4 separate regions of the Mus musculus genome follow, and all the other regions are linked to region 1. Evidence: chromatin contacts called from public HiChIP or PLAC-seq and promoter capture Hi-C data. All regions are on one chromosome and are shown on one strand. The core of a region is the stretch at or near the end of the contact, and the rest is flanking DNA. Distances in the headings are between cores, read along the strand shown.

The links. Promoter capture Hi-C pulls out the DNA fragments that hold promoters and counts their contacts. HiChIP or PLAC-seq counts read pairs in DNA pulled down with a chosen protein or histone mark.
Region 2: a contact with region 1 is called in a promoter capture Hi-C map of liver, with 3 times the contacts expected there. The contact joins the promoter of Ubxn10 here to the promoter of Fam43b in region 1. A contact is called at or near these places in 4 of 39 promoter capture datasets (embryonic stem cells, frontonasal cranial neural crest, hippocampal neurons and 1 more).
Region 3: a contact with region 1 is called in a promoter capture Hi-C map of hippocampal neurons, with 2.1 times the contacts expected there. The contact joins the enhancer-like site here to the promoter of Fam43b in region 1. A contact is called at or near these places in 3 of 39 promoter capture datasets (hippocampal neurons, liver and neural stem cells).
Region 4: a contact with region 1 is called in an H3K27ac HiChIP or PLAC-seq map of embryonic stem cells, with 3 times the contacts expected there. The contact joins the enhancer-like site here to the promoter of Fam43b in region 1. A contact is called at or near these places in 12 of 39 promoter capture datasets (the C10 cell line, the HPC-7 cell line, cranial neural crest and 6 more), 1 of 15 datasets of contacts at CTCF or cohesin (embryonic stem cells), 4 of 484 Hi-C or Micro-C datasets (the G1E-ER4 cell line, cerebral cortex and embryonic stem cells), 5 of 115 datasets of contacts at active chromatin or transcription factors (embryonic basal ganglia, embryonic forebrain, embryonic stem cells and 1 more) and 2 of 9 other capture datasets (liver and macrophages).

Annotation. Positions count from the first base shown.
Region 1 is chr4:138,395,115-138,397,814 of GRCm38.p6, forward strand. Fam43b (family with sequence similarity 43, member B) reads right to left here and starts at 1,344. Exons shown (of 1, transcript NM_001081672.2): 1 at 1-1,344. The coding sequence starts at 893.
Region 2 is chr4:138,724,001-138,726,700 of GRCm38.p6, forward strand. It overlaps Ubxn10 (UBX domain protein 10), which reads right to left and starts at 1,265. Exons shown (of 2, transcript NM_178671.5): 1 at 1,181-1,265. It overlaps Pla2g2c (phospholipase A2, group IIC), which reads left to right and starts at 1,325. Exons shown (of 6, transcript NM_008868.3): 1 at 1,325-1,488; 2 at 1,731-1,857.
Region 3 is chr4:138,746,566-138,749,265 of GRCm38.p6, forward strand. No RefSeq gene overlaps it. Among named protein-coding and RNA genes, the nearest start is that of Pla2g2f, 9.7 kb to the right of the region's middle. Within about 2 kb of position 1,441, at least 49 of the 459 cell types and tissues checked have an H3K27ac peak or open chromatin away from gene starts, as enhancers often do. A contact at or near this core is called in hippocampal neurons and neural stem cells, where this site is marked.
Region 4 is chr4:138,858,017-138,860,716 of GRCm38.p6, forward strand. It overlaps a transcript of Pla2g5 not described here. Among named protein-coding and RNA genes, the nearest start is that of Gm32930, 4.1 kb to the right of the region's middle. Within about 2 kb of position 1,440, at least 27 of the 459 cell types and tissues checked have an H3K27ac peak or open chromatin away from gene starts, as enhancers often do. A contact at or near this core is called in the G1E-ER4 cell line, cerebral cortex, embryonic stem cells and 1 more, where this site is marked.

The sequences.
Region 1 (2,700 bases), core at 94-2,593:
AGCTCCCGGGCCAGGCTGAGCACCTCGGGCCGTTCGCGCTGCAGGGCTCCTTCCTCGCTATCCCGGGTGTCCTCCTCCTCCGCATCCTCCTCCTCATCCTCCTCCTGGATGCTGCTGAGCCGCGGAGCTCCGCGACCGCGCTCGCCCGGCGGAGGCCGGTAAGCGCACTTGGCGTTGAGCAGGCGGCGCAATGGAGCCCGGGGTACCGAGGCGGCGGCGCCCCCCGCACGGAGATGCTGCTGGCGCACGTGGCGCGCATCGCTCTGGCGCTGCAGCCGCTTGAAGTCGCTGAAGGCCGCCAGCGCAGTCTGGTGGAGCAGGCGGGCCAGGGAGCGCGCCTTGTGCGCCCGCGCCAGCAACACAGCGTGGCAGCGCAGCACCACGGCCTTGTGGCGTGCCTGGTGGCGGTAGACCCAGGTGAAGACTCGCGGGTGGCGCCCATCCGCCGCGCAGTAGGTGATGCGCGGCAGCAGGTAGGCGTGCGCCGGTCTGCGGCCCCCCGAAGCCCCGGAGCTGCGTTCGCTCGGCTGCATGCGGATGCCGTGCGGACCCAGGGTCAGTTTCATCTTCGTGCCCCCTCCCGGCCCGCAGCGCGCCCAAATCCTGCCCACAGCGTCGTCGGTGCAGCCGTCGCCCTTGGCATGCAGGGTGACGGCGTTGCCCAGGTACCACACGGTGTAGGTGGGGTCCTCCTTGTTAAGCTCCACTTTCTGGCGCCGGCTGCGGAACACGCGGCCCAGACGCTCCAGCGGCCAGTCCGGTAGCAGGTCCGGGCAGGAGCGCAGGAAGCTGGAGAGCAGCGACGTGTAGGCGAGCCCGGGGCTCAGGCTCTTCGCCTTGCGCTTGGCCTCGTCCTCCACTAGCACGAATTTGTTCCGTCTCCAGGGCAGCATCGCGGCGGCCCAAAGGGCAGGGAGCGCGGGGAAGCTCACTTGGGTCCTGGAAAGGCCAAAGGCGCTCAGAAGCCCACCGCCCAGGACTTGCGACAAGCTGGGCGGCGGCCGAAGACAGTCCTTGTGAGAGATGCCCAGTATCCGGCGGGGCTGGCTTCGCAGATGCCCGGTGCCCAGCCAGGCTGTCCGCTGAGATGCCCGTGCGGCTGCTTGATCGGCTCGGAGCAGCTTCCCCCAGGAATGACTCCAGCCGTCTGGGAAGCAAGGAGGGACAGGGTTTGGAGCAATAAATGTCCCCAAGGCCCGACTATAGGGGCGATTGCCACTGTCCCTGCCGCCGAGTCAGTGGCAGGGACGTCTTTAGAGCAGGGTCTGGTGGTTGCTGGATGAGGTGGACCAAGAGCACCGCTGCGGTGGGGACTCCTTCAGGCGTCGCGACTCCACCTCCCTTGGCTGCCTGCATCACCGGGCGGTACCGCTAGCTCTCTTGTCCCCTCCCTCTCCCCCGCCCCCTCCGCGCAGACTCGCGCTTCCCAAGACCCAGCACAGGCGCGTTGGAACTGTTTTAAGCTTTATCATTGGAAGGATGAAGAATAGAGGGGCAGCGAAGGAACGGGAATCCCCTAAAATATTGCGGAGGGATTTACGAATGTAAATTTCTCCAGCTTCACTGGTGGACTCCGAGTTCCCAGGGAGAGCCCCTTCTCTTTCTAGGGTTCCCGCCTGCTGTCCCTCACCCACAGAGCGTTCCTACCCGCATCTCTCCTCTCTGAAAGCAGAGATTTGGGGTGGGTTCCTGCTGGGGTTTGGTGCCCTTTGCCTCTTCTGTGCACAGCATAAAGCCAGCTGAGGTGGCCGAGAGCAGAGCAGTGGAAAAGTACTGTCTTTTAGTGAAGCTTTCTCCCAGGTTCCTCCAAGGTCGTGGACTAGGCCGCTTCCCCTGAGCTGAGAGACTGACTGGTCGGTCACACCACCACACCAGCAACCGCTGGTGGTCAGGACAGAATAGGGGAGAAGATTCTTGATGGTGGGAAAGGGTTTCCAGAGCAGACCTGAGACTTGTGGGAACTGCAGCAGGGAAGCTCTCCCTCTGGTCACAGTGCAGCCTCTGGCTCTTTGAAGATTAGACAGATAATGTCCTATCTGCAGAGACCGACTTTGGAGTTCCCAAGTGCTTGGCATTCGCGATCTCCTCAAATCCTTCAGACAAGGCAGTTCAGGCTCATGTGGTTGGAAGGAGATGGGTCACTCAGAACCTAGTGACCCCAGAGCTGGCCCTCGCCTTCTCTCTTCCCTCCAACCTTTGGCCATTCTGCATAGAGTCCAGGCACTTGTCTCCATCCTCTGGGGAGGGGCTCTAGAGTCCTGAAAAAACAAACCAAAACCAAACCAACCAAACAAACAAAAACCAGCCCTATGTCAGGACACACAGTTAGTTCTCTGAGTTTAAGCCTCAGGCTTCCAGACTTCCTGGACTGTTCTTATGTGGGCCCCAGGTCCCACGGCTTTAAGGCTCTCTATTGCCAACACGAGTTAAAAGTTGGGTCCTGAGCTGGGCGTGGTGGTACACACCTTTAATCCCAGCACTTGGGAGGCAGAGGCAGGAGGATTTCTGAGTTCGAGGCCAGCCTGGTCTACAAAGTGAGTTCCAGGACAGCCAGGGCTACACAGAGAGACCTTGTCTCGAAAAACCAAAAAAAAAAAAAAGGTGCTGGAGTGATGGCTCAGTGGTGAAGAGCACCGACTGCTCTCCCAGAGGTCCTGAGTTCAATTCCCAGCAACCACATGGTGACTCACAACCATCTGT
Region 2 (2,700 bases), core at 15-2,514, 330 kb after region 1:
AGGGCAGGATGCTACAGGAAACAGGTGTTTGGAGAACGGCAGCCATGGCGCCTTCAGAGATACACACACACACACCCTGGGTCCCAAACTCTACCTTTGCCCTCTGTCTAGGCTCCTGCGACAGCACAATCCCTGCATGGCTCATTTATTTCATCACCTCTAGGGCCTGGCAGACACTCAACTACAAAGTGATTTGACAACGTCTAGGCGTAGGCATCCATCACGCTGCCAGCAGAAGAGACAAGTAGCCTGTTTACTTAAACACAATAGCTAGGAGGCAGACGCCTGCTAGGAAGCAGGAAACAAAACACGGGCCACTATTTTCAAGATGTTGCCCTCCAGAAGGGCAGGTGCCCATTCCTTAGGATTATCACCACACGAACAGGAAGGAAGGGACATTGGATACAAATGAAATCAAGATTCCCGTGGTTTTCCAATGGTGCCCACAAGCCACCATAGGGTCAGACCATGGTACTTCACAGCCCAAATCTAAACCTACAGCGCAAGCAGCAAAATACACCCTCCTACGAACCATCTGCTGGCATATACCGGGACATGTACACGTGCATTGGTCTTTTAAAATTGTTTATCAGTTACTACCACCCACTGCCGCCACCCCATAGTCCCCAGCCTGGCTTACAAAATTAAACTCTGTAAAGGAACCAACCCCGGGGGATGGAGGGGGAGAGAGGGAGAGAGAGAGGATCGAAACCACTCGCTATGCTACCCCAAACCAGAGATTACAATGTGGGAAACCACAAGCCACCAAGTGAGTGAAGAGAGAGAACCGGGGTTGATTCCAGGATAGAAGGGCGGGCGAGGGGGTTGGGGAGAGGCCTCTATTATTTCCGTGGTCTGGCAGGTCTGGAAGCAAAGCTTCAAGTGCAGAAGGAAGAGGAGTGTTCCGGGAATGGCAGAAAGGTCTGGAACGTGAATGCAGACCTGGGTAAAGGGCACTTGGAGCTGTGGGAGGCTCCCTGCAGCTCCTGCCTCTGCACATGACCCCGACTCCCTTCTCTCTCTTTGGATCTGGGTCCAGGGACTGGCTTGTAGACGCCCCTCCCAGGAGATTCCCTTAGCTGCTGCAGACTCAGGCTCCAGCCAGGTTGGCTCTGTCCCTGGGGAGGGCCACTCAAATGCCTGCCTCTCAGTTTCTGGGGACCCACAGCGGGCCTCTCACCTCGCAGCTCAGCTCCATCCGCCTCCGGTGCCTGGCTGCGACCAGCTGGTAAACAGCCCTGTCTCCCTGGCAACCGCCAAGGGGTGGGGGCCACGTGCTTCCGGTGGGACCGGAACCTGCCTGACCTGGACCGCAAGCTGAATTGGACTAGGGCACGGAGGGCGGAGGGGCAGAGGTGGTTCACGGATTCCAGGCTCAGGACCTTGGTGTGGCCCTGCCCCATGGAGGCCACAGGGCCCTGGGCCTGGACCCCTGCCATTGGAACTCTTCTTCCTGACCTGGCCTGACTCTTGTGTCTCCTGGGGAATGTGCGTTCAGGGGAGAGGGAGCCCTGCCCTGGAGTCGGGGGTAGGGACCAGGAACAAATCCCTGTCAATCCTTGGCCTGACTTTGCCAGTGTCCTTGTTTTAAACAGGGTTGTGCAACTGTTTTAAAACGAGACCCTTAGAATCTGGGTGGTGATTTTTTTAGGGTATGTTGTCATGGGGGTTCCCACCCCCAGGCCACCAGTCTTGTGATCACCACCTGTATCTCCTATTTCCTCCTTAAGGGTCTAACTATATACAGTCAGCAACTCCAGCCACTTCACCGCGTTTCCCAACAGCTTTGAGTTTTGGAGGCCGGCAGCCTGACTGCTTTCTCAGAAGCTATGGTCCACTACCTCAGCCATTCTGTTGGTAAGAGTCCTCCTGGCCCTACTGTCATCCCATCAGTGTGATGGATGCCTTAGCTGGAATCTGTCCAACCCACACCGAGCCATGACATGTCACACACATGAGACCCTCTGCCCTCCCTGGCCAGCCTTCTGTTTCCTGCCCTCTCCAATAGCTATTTCAAATCCTATCTGTCCTCTAAAAACCTCCCACATGCCGTCTTCCTTCCTCCCTCCCTGTGGGATGACAGTCTCCTGCCCTCTGCAAAGGAAAATAGAAACCATTGAATGTGAACCTTCTTAGTTGTCTGCTGTCAGACCAGAGGGCTCCCAGCCTTTGCACGATTGCTCTCTTGCCTCTGGTCTGTTAGAATGGTCATCTGATCCCATCCCTGTTAGCTGTCTCTGAGGTGCTTCCCAACCACAGCCACACACACGCACACACGCACACACACGCGCGCGCGCACACACACACATACACACACACACACACATACACACACACTCTCCCCCTCCCTAGGCCCAATATCCTTGCTTCTGTTGAAACCTTGACTTAAATGAAGACTCTTCCCTAGTTTAGCCTGTCCCTTCACTTGCCCAATTCCTCCCTGTCTTTGTTCCAATCTAATCAACTCTTCCTTCCAAGCTGGCATTAAGATGACTTTAAAGCTGAGAAGTGACAGCGCATTCCTTTAATCCCGACACTCAGGAGGAAGAGGTAGGCGGATCTCTGAGTTCAAGGCCAGCCTGGTCTACAGAGCAAGTTCAAGAACAGTCATGACTACATAGGGAGACCCTGTCTCAAAAACAAAACAAAACAAACAAACAAGAAAAAAAAAACTGCTTTAAAAGGAGTCCCGTTGGACTC
Region 3 (2,700 bases), core at 191-2,690, 350 kb after region 1:
ACAACCCCAGCCCCTGCTGCTGGCACAGGTAGCCTCTGAGTGCTGATCTAGTGCACACCAGCAACTCCTGACCCATCCCAAGGCAGGCGCTGTCCAACCCCCTGGTCTCTGTCACCCAGCTGGCATTGCTGCCCAACAGCTTGAACCTGACCATGTCCAGGAACTCCCCTTCATAGGCTGAGCCTAGATGAAGCAGAACTGGGAAAGGGAGAGCTCAGAGGTCAGTCTTGGACCCAGGAAGCCATGTTCCTGGTTCTGGCTGTGCCTGAGGGACACAAAAGAAGTGGCTTGTGATTCAGAGTTGGCTAGAAGGGAGAGAGGCTGGAATAAGGGCGACCTCCCCCAGCCTCCTCCTCTAGTTTTCTCACTGTGGTGAGTGGCTGGTGTGTGTGTCACCCAGTGTGCTTTTTCGTGCACGGTCTCACTGATCACTGGAGAGACCCTAGGACTCGGTGACTCACTCTTGGATCACTAGTGGAAATGAAGGCTTGTGTCTGCAGCGCGCCGGAAGGCAAGCCTGGTCTCCCGATTTGAAATCTGGCTCATTTCCACGATGTCTACTTCCTTACAAACCATCTGGATTGGAATCACCTAGGAGACACACCTCCAAGTGCTCCTTTGAGGGTGTTTATGAGGTAGTTTGAGGAGAGAAGACCAACTCTGTATATGGTAGACACCATTTCATGGCTAGGGACCCAGACTGAATAAAAAGGGGTAAAGGAGAAAGGTAGTTGGTCGCTAGCCTTCTCCCTCTCCCTCCTTCCCCTCCCTCCCTCCCTCCTCCCTCCTTCTTCTTCTTTCCTCCCTCCTCCCTCTCTCCTCCCTCCCTCCTCCCTGACTGTAGGCCAACATACCCAGCTGCCACAAGCTCTGGCTCCCATGCCTTCTCCACCACAATGGACTGTGTATGACCTCAAACAAATCCTTAAAAGCCCCAAACAATCCCTTCCTTAAGTAGCTCTGCCAGGAAGGAACTCTGTCACAGCAAAATCAACTAAGACACATCCCCCTTTATAGGAGAGGGCTATTAGATGCGAAGCTTTCTGAGGTTATGGCTCAATGGAGTCAGGGGGCAATTCTTGGGTGACAATGACTAACTTATGTGGCCTCTCTGGGAGTTAACCTCCTCACTTATAAAGGAAACGGTGAAGAGTGCCCAGCTCAGGCGGCTGCCAAGCTGGAGAGATAAGGCAGCTTGGGGCACAGTGTGCATATAGTAGCTGCTCAGTTACTCCTTGACTGACTCCTGCTCAGTGGGCTGCTCTTGCGTGGTGGCCCTTACAGGGAAGTCTGGTTTGGCTTTGCCAGGATCCTGTCTCTGAGTCTAGGAAATGTCAGTATTTCTCTCCAGAACCTTGCTTGTCACAGTCACAGTGGCATCAGCTGCTCGTTAGGAAGCCACAACTGGGGAGCCTGACAGCTGGTGTCGCTGTGCCAGCCTCGGGGGAGGAAGGGCTGTGTTCACAGTCAAGGCTGGGCTGAGTAAATAGCCGTGCTCCAGCCCAGCACCTATTGCATGCACACGGAGCCCGGCTCAGCCCAGCCCAGCCCAGTACCTACTGCATGCACACGGAGCCCGGCTCAGCCCAGCCCAGCCCAGTACCTACTGTATGCACACGGAGCCCAGCTCAGCCCAGCCCAGCCCAGGGCGAAGGGGCCTGTGAGCTTGGGAAGTAAGTGTCCCCCCACTCCCTCCTCCTTAAGCTCCCTTCAACTCCCCCCACCCCACCCCCCAATCAGGACCAGACTGGTTCATTAATCCACAGCGTTGTCTCTGCCAGGTTTCTGTTTGTGGGGAAGGTCATGGCCAATCCATTTCTTCCTCTTCCTGCTCCTATTTGCCTACCTGACTTCGAGACCCATAGGTGATCAACACCAGAACCAGAGGCGTCATCACCAGCTCCAACCCTTTCTGTCCTCCATGCCAGACCCTGTACTAGGTCATGCGCCTTCTTGACCTGAGTCCCACCCGACTCCCAGACCTCTGCTGTGCACTCACCAGTCGCAGAGTGCAGAGGCTGAGACTTGGAGGGGTGATGTGACTTGCCCAGGGTCCTGTGGCCAGCCAGTGGCTGAGCTGGGTACCACCTAGTCCACTGTCTTTGCCTGAAACGTCTGGCGGTTTTGAGAGGTAGTATTGGTGTCCATGAAAAGATGGTGGAGGTAATATCCTTTTGCTCCAGGGGAACATTGGCTGCCTGGGGTGAGATCTGTCTGTGGGATAGGGACCCCACTGTAGTTCCACAGCAGAGGAGCCAATGTGGTGAATAGCACCAGGTGTGACCTATACTGACCACCAGGTGTCACCCAAGTCCTAGAAAAACAGTCATAAATCTGGCCTCAGTGGGAGAGGATGCACCTAGCCCCACAGACACTTGATGTGCCAGGGTGAGGAGATATTGGGGGGTGGGGGTGCACAGCAGACAACCTCAGGGCTCAGAAAGGCTGAGCCGGAGTAACAAAGGAGAGACAGACTGTGGGAGTGAGGAGCCCACCTCAAGGTCCTGGTTTTCCTGCCCTTCCTCTCTCCCCAGCCCTACCCGAATGGCCTCTGGGCATCCCTGGGACGCCCCTCTCCCCACCAGACTTGGAACATCTTCATCTGTACTGGCATACCACAGAGCACCGTGTGTGAAGGTTAAGGCCTTCCTCACCCGCCAGGCCTGGGCTCTTGGGGAACAGAGGCCATACCCAGGAGAC
Region 4 (2,700 bases), core at 190-2,689, 460 kb after region 1:
GGGGAGGGGAGATGGCTCACTCAGTAAAAAGGAAAAAAAAAAAACCTTGCTGAACAAGCTGGAGGACAGACCCTAAGGCAAAAGATAGAGGCTGAGCTGTGGCAGCTACCTTCTCAAGCGTTGATCTGGTGCTCAAAGATGACCGTCTGTTTGCCCGTGAGCGTCTGCCTATGCAGTACTTGATCATCTGGGCTAAGTGTGTTTTGGTATTAGTTTCCCATGTAACTAAATTAACTATTAAAAAAAGGGCATAGCTGATGGGGGGGGGGGGCGGGGATCCAATGTGGTGACACCTGCCTGTAATTCCAGTCCAGGTCAGTGAAAGAGTCTGTCTCACAAGGAAGGTGGAGAGGGGGCCGAGGTGTGACCCTGACATCTCTGACCTCTACATGCATTCACACACATGTGTACTGACATCCACATGCAGACTGGGCTACATGTAAACTTGTACACGCGCGGGCACACACACACATCACTGGATACAATTTGTAGAATGTACACCAAGCTTGGTGCATCTCTCCTAGCTCGTAGCAAACGTCAGACTAAGGTGATAACATGAGAGTCCTGGCAGAGATGTTCTTGCCTCATGGAAGACAGTGTGTGAACTGGAAGACCGTCTGTGCCTCTGCAGTCAGCCTGCTTCGCGAGCCACCTGCTGCTGAGTGACAGCCGAGCTTACACAAGGCGGTCTCTCTGTGGGTAGAGGAGTTTGCCATTCGGGGAAACTTGAGTCTGTGTTCCCCCGGCCGTGCTCACTTGTATTTGGCTCAGAAGATGCCATTTATGCCGGCCAACACCTGGATCTCTTGATGGTCTCCTAACCTAATCGTAGTCATGGAGACCATAAACCCAAACAGCTAACTTGCTGGTCCCCTTTCCAATGACATTTTAGACATCTAGCAGGTTCCCATGCCTGGACCACAGTCAACACGTTACCCCGCCCCCACCTCCACCCCCACCCCATCACAGCCTCCTAGCAGGAATCCAGATGTGAAAGGGGACAGAAGTCATGGGTGGACCCTTACCACAAAGCATGAGCACTGACTGCAGCAGGAGCCTTATCTTCATGTCAGGGGCTCTGAGAGGCCCCATCCTCAGCTAGCCTTGGAGAAAAGATCCCCGGGGGTGTATCTGCAGAGGAAGTGAGATTTAAAGGGCCCAAGACTGCCTGAGACTTCTGCCAGGCAGAAGCTCAGCGTTAGAAATGTTATAGAACCCCGTTAGTGTTAATGGTATCCTTATTGCAAGTGCTCCTTTTTAATGTGTCTTTAAGTAAGCTATGACACTGGGCTTTGAGACGGTTTAACGCCTTACTTGACAGCTGATAGACCATTCCCTGGTACCCTGGCCGCCTTGAACTAAGCACGCAGCTACTTTGAGCGCTCCACTGAGCCCTTGGAAGAAGCTACACAGGAAACACAGCTGCTTGCTGCCAAAGCACAACTCTAGGGTTTGACGCCCTCTGCTGGCCTCCACGAGCACTCACACATACAAAGCCGCAGATAGATGCACATATGCAGAGAAATAAAATAAAATAAATCTTTTTTTAAAAAAAAATGCTGTAGAACAAAGTAGCGTCTCTGAGCCTGGGTTTTCTTCTCAGAAGAAAAGTGTAACAAGGCCTTATCGACTTTGTGAGAACCATCTCCCATCCGGCTGCTTCCTGGGGACGGGGCACCCGCCATCAGGAAACAGCCTGAAAAATGACAGAAGATGGGCTTCTGTGCCCGACCTCATTTTCTCCCTCGTGTGTGAGGAAGGGAGGTGCAACGAATGTCATCTGCGCTAAAGAGGACATCAGCAGCTGCATGAAGGATATTTATTACCCTGTAAGCGCTCTACTCTGAGAGGAGTGGCTAGGCTCTTCCCTCCCAAGATGCCTGCCTGCCTGGGCTGCTCAGAGAGAGGCGCGCTCATGGTGTTCCGGCTTCCACCGCAGGGGGCAGCGGAGGGTTGGAACTGGTTAGGAAGTGTTGAATGGACCTCCGCCATGCTCAGATAGAAAAACACTCCTAGGAACGGGCCAGGTGCTCTCTAACACAGTGGCCAAGCTGTCAGCAGAAGGCCAAGTTCCGGGATGTCTTTTCTGTGGGGAAAGAAACAGTGGGGGGATCAGATGCCTGGTTAAGGCTTTAGGGCTACTTGGAAGATTCCAAGACAGATGCCGCGAGCAGCAGAAGCAGTCTCTGTCTTATGGCTGAACTGATGAAGACGAAGGCTTCCAGAAGGAAGGCTTATTAAACGGGATGCGGCAAAGCTGGTGGGAGGAACAGGGTACGGCAGAGCTGGTGCGGGGACCACAATTGGAAATTTGCGCGTCACAGAAAATGAAGACAGACACACACAGTGGTGGTTGGGGAGGCCTGAAAGACCAGGAAGTCAAGGGTGTGCCTGTACTTGATTGACAGCTGATGCTGGAGCAGATCTTGGGTAGAAAAGCTGCCAAGGGAGAGGGAGCCAGGGTTCTGGCCTCCCAGTGACAGAGCTCAGGGGGTTGGGGAGGGGGAGCAGATGGGCAAGGGCCAGGGAGGCAAACTGAGATCCCCAGGACCAGGAGTGTCCTTGAACTACTTGAAAGAGCCCAGGGGACCCACAGTGCCTGGCAATCTAAATATCTGTTAGTCAATTTGAGTGGAGAAGGGGAGGAGGAGGAGGAGGAGGAGGAGGAAGGAGAAGAAAAGAAGAAGAAGAAAGGAGAAG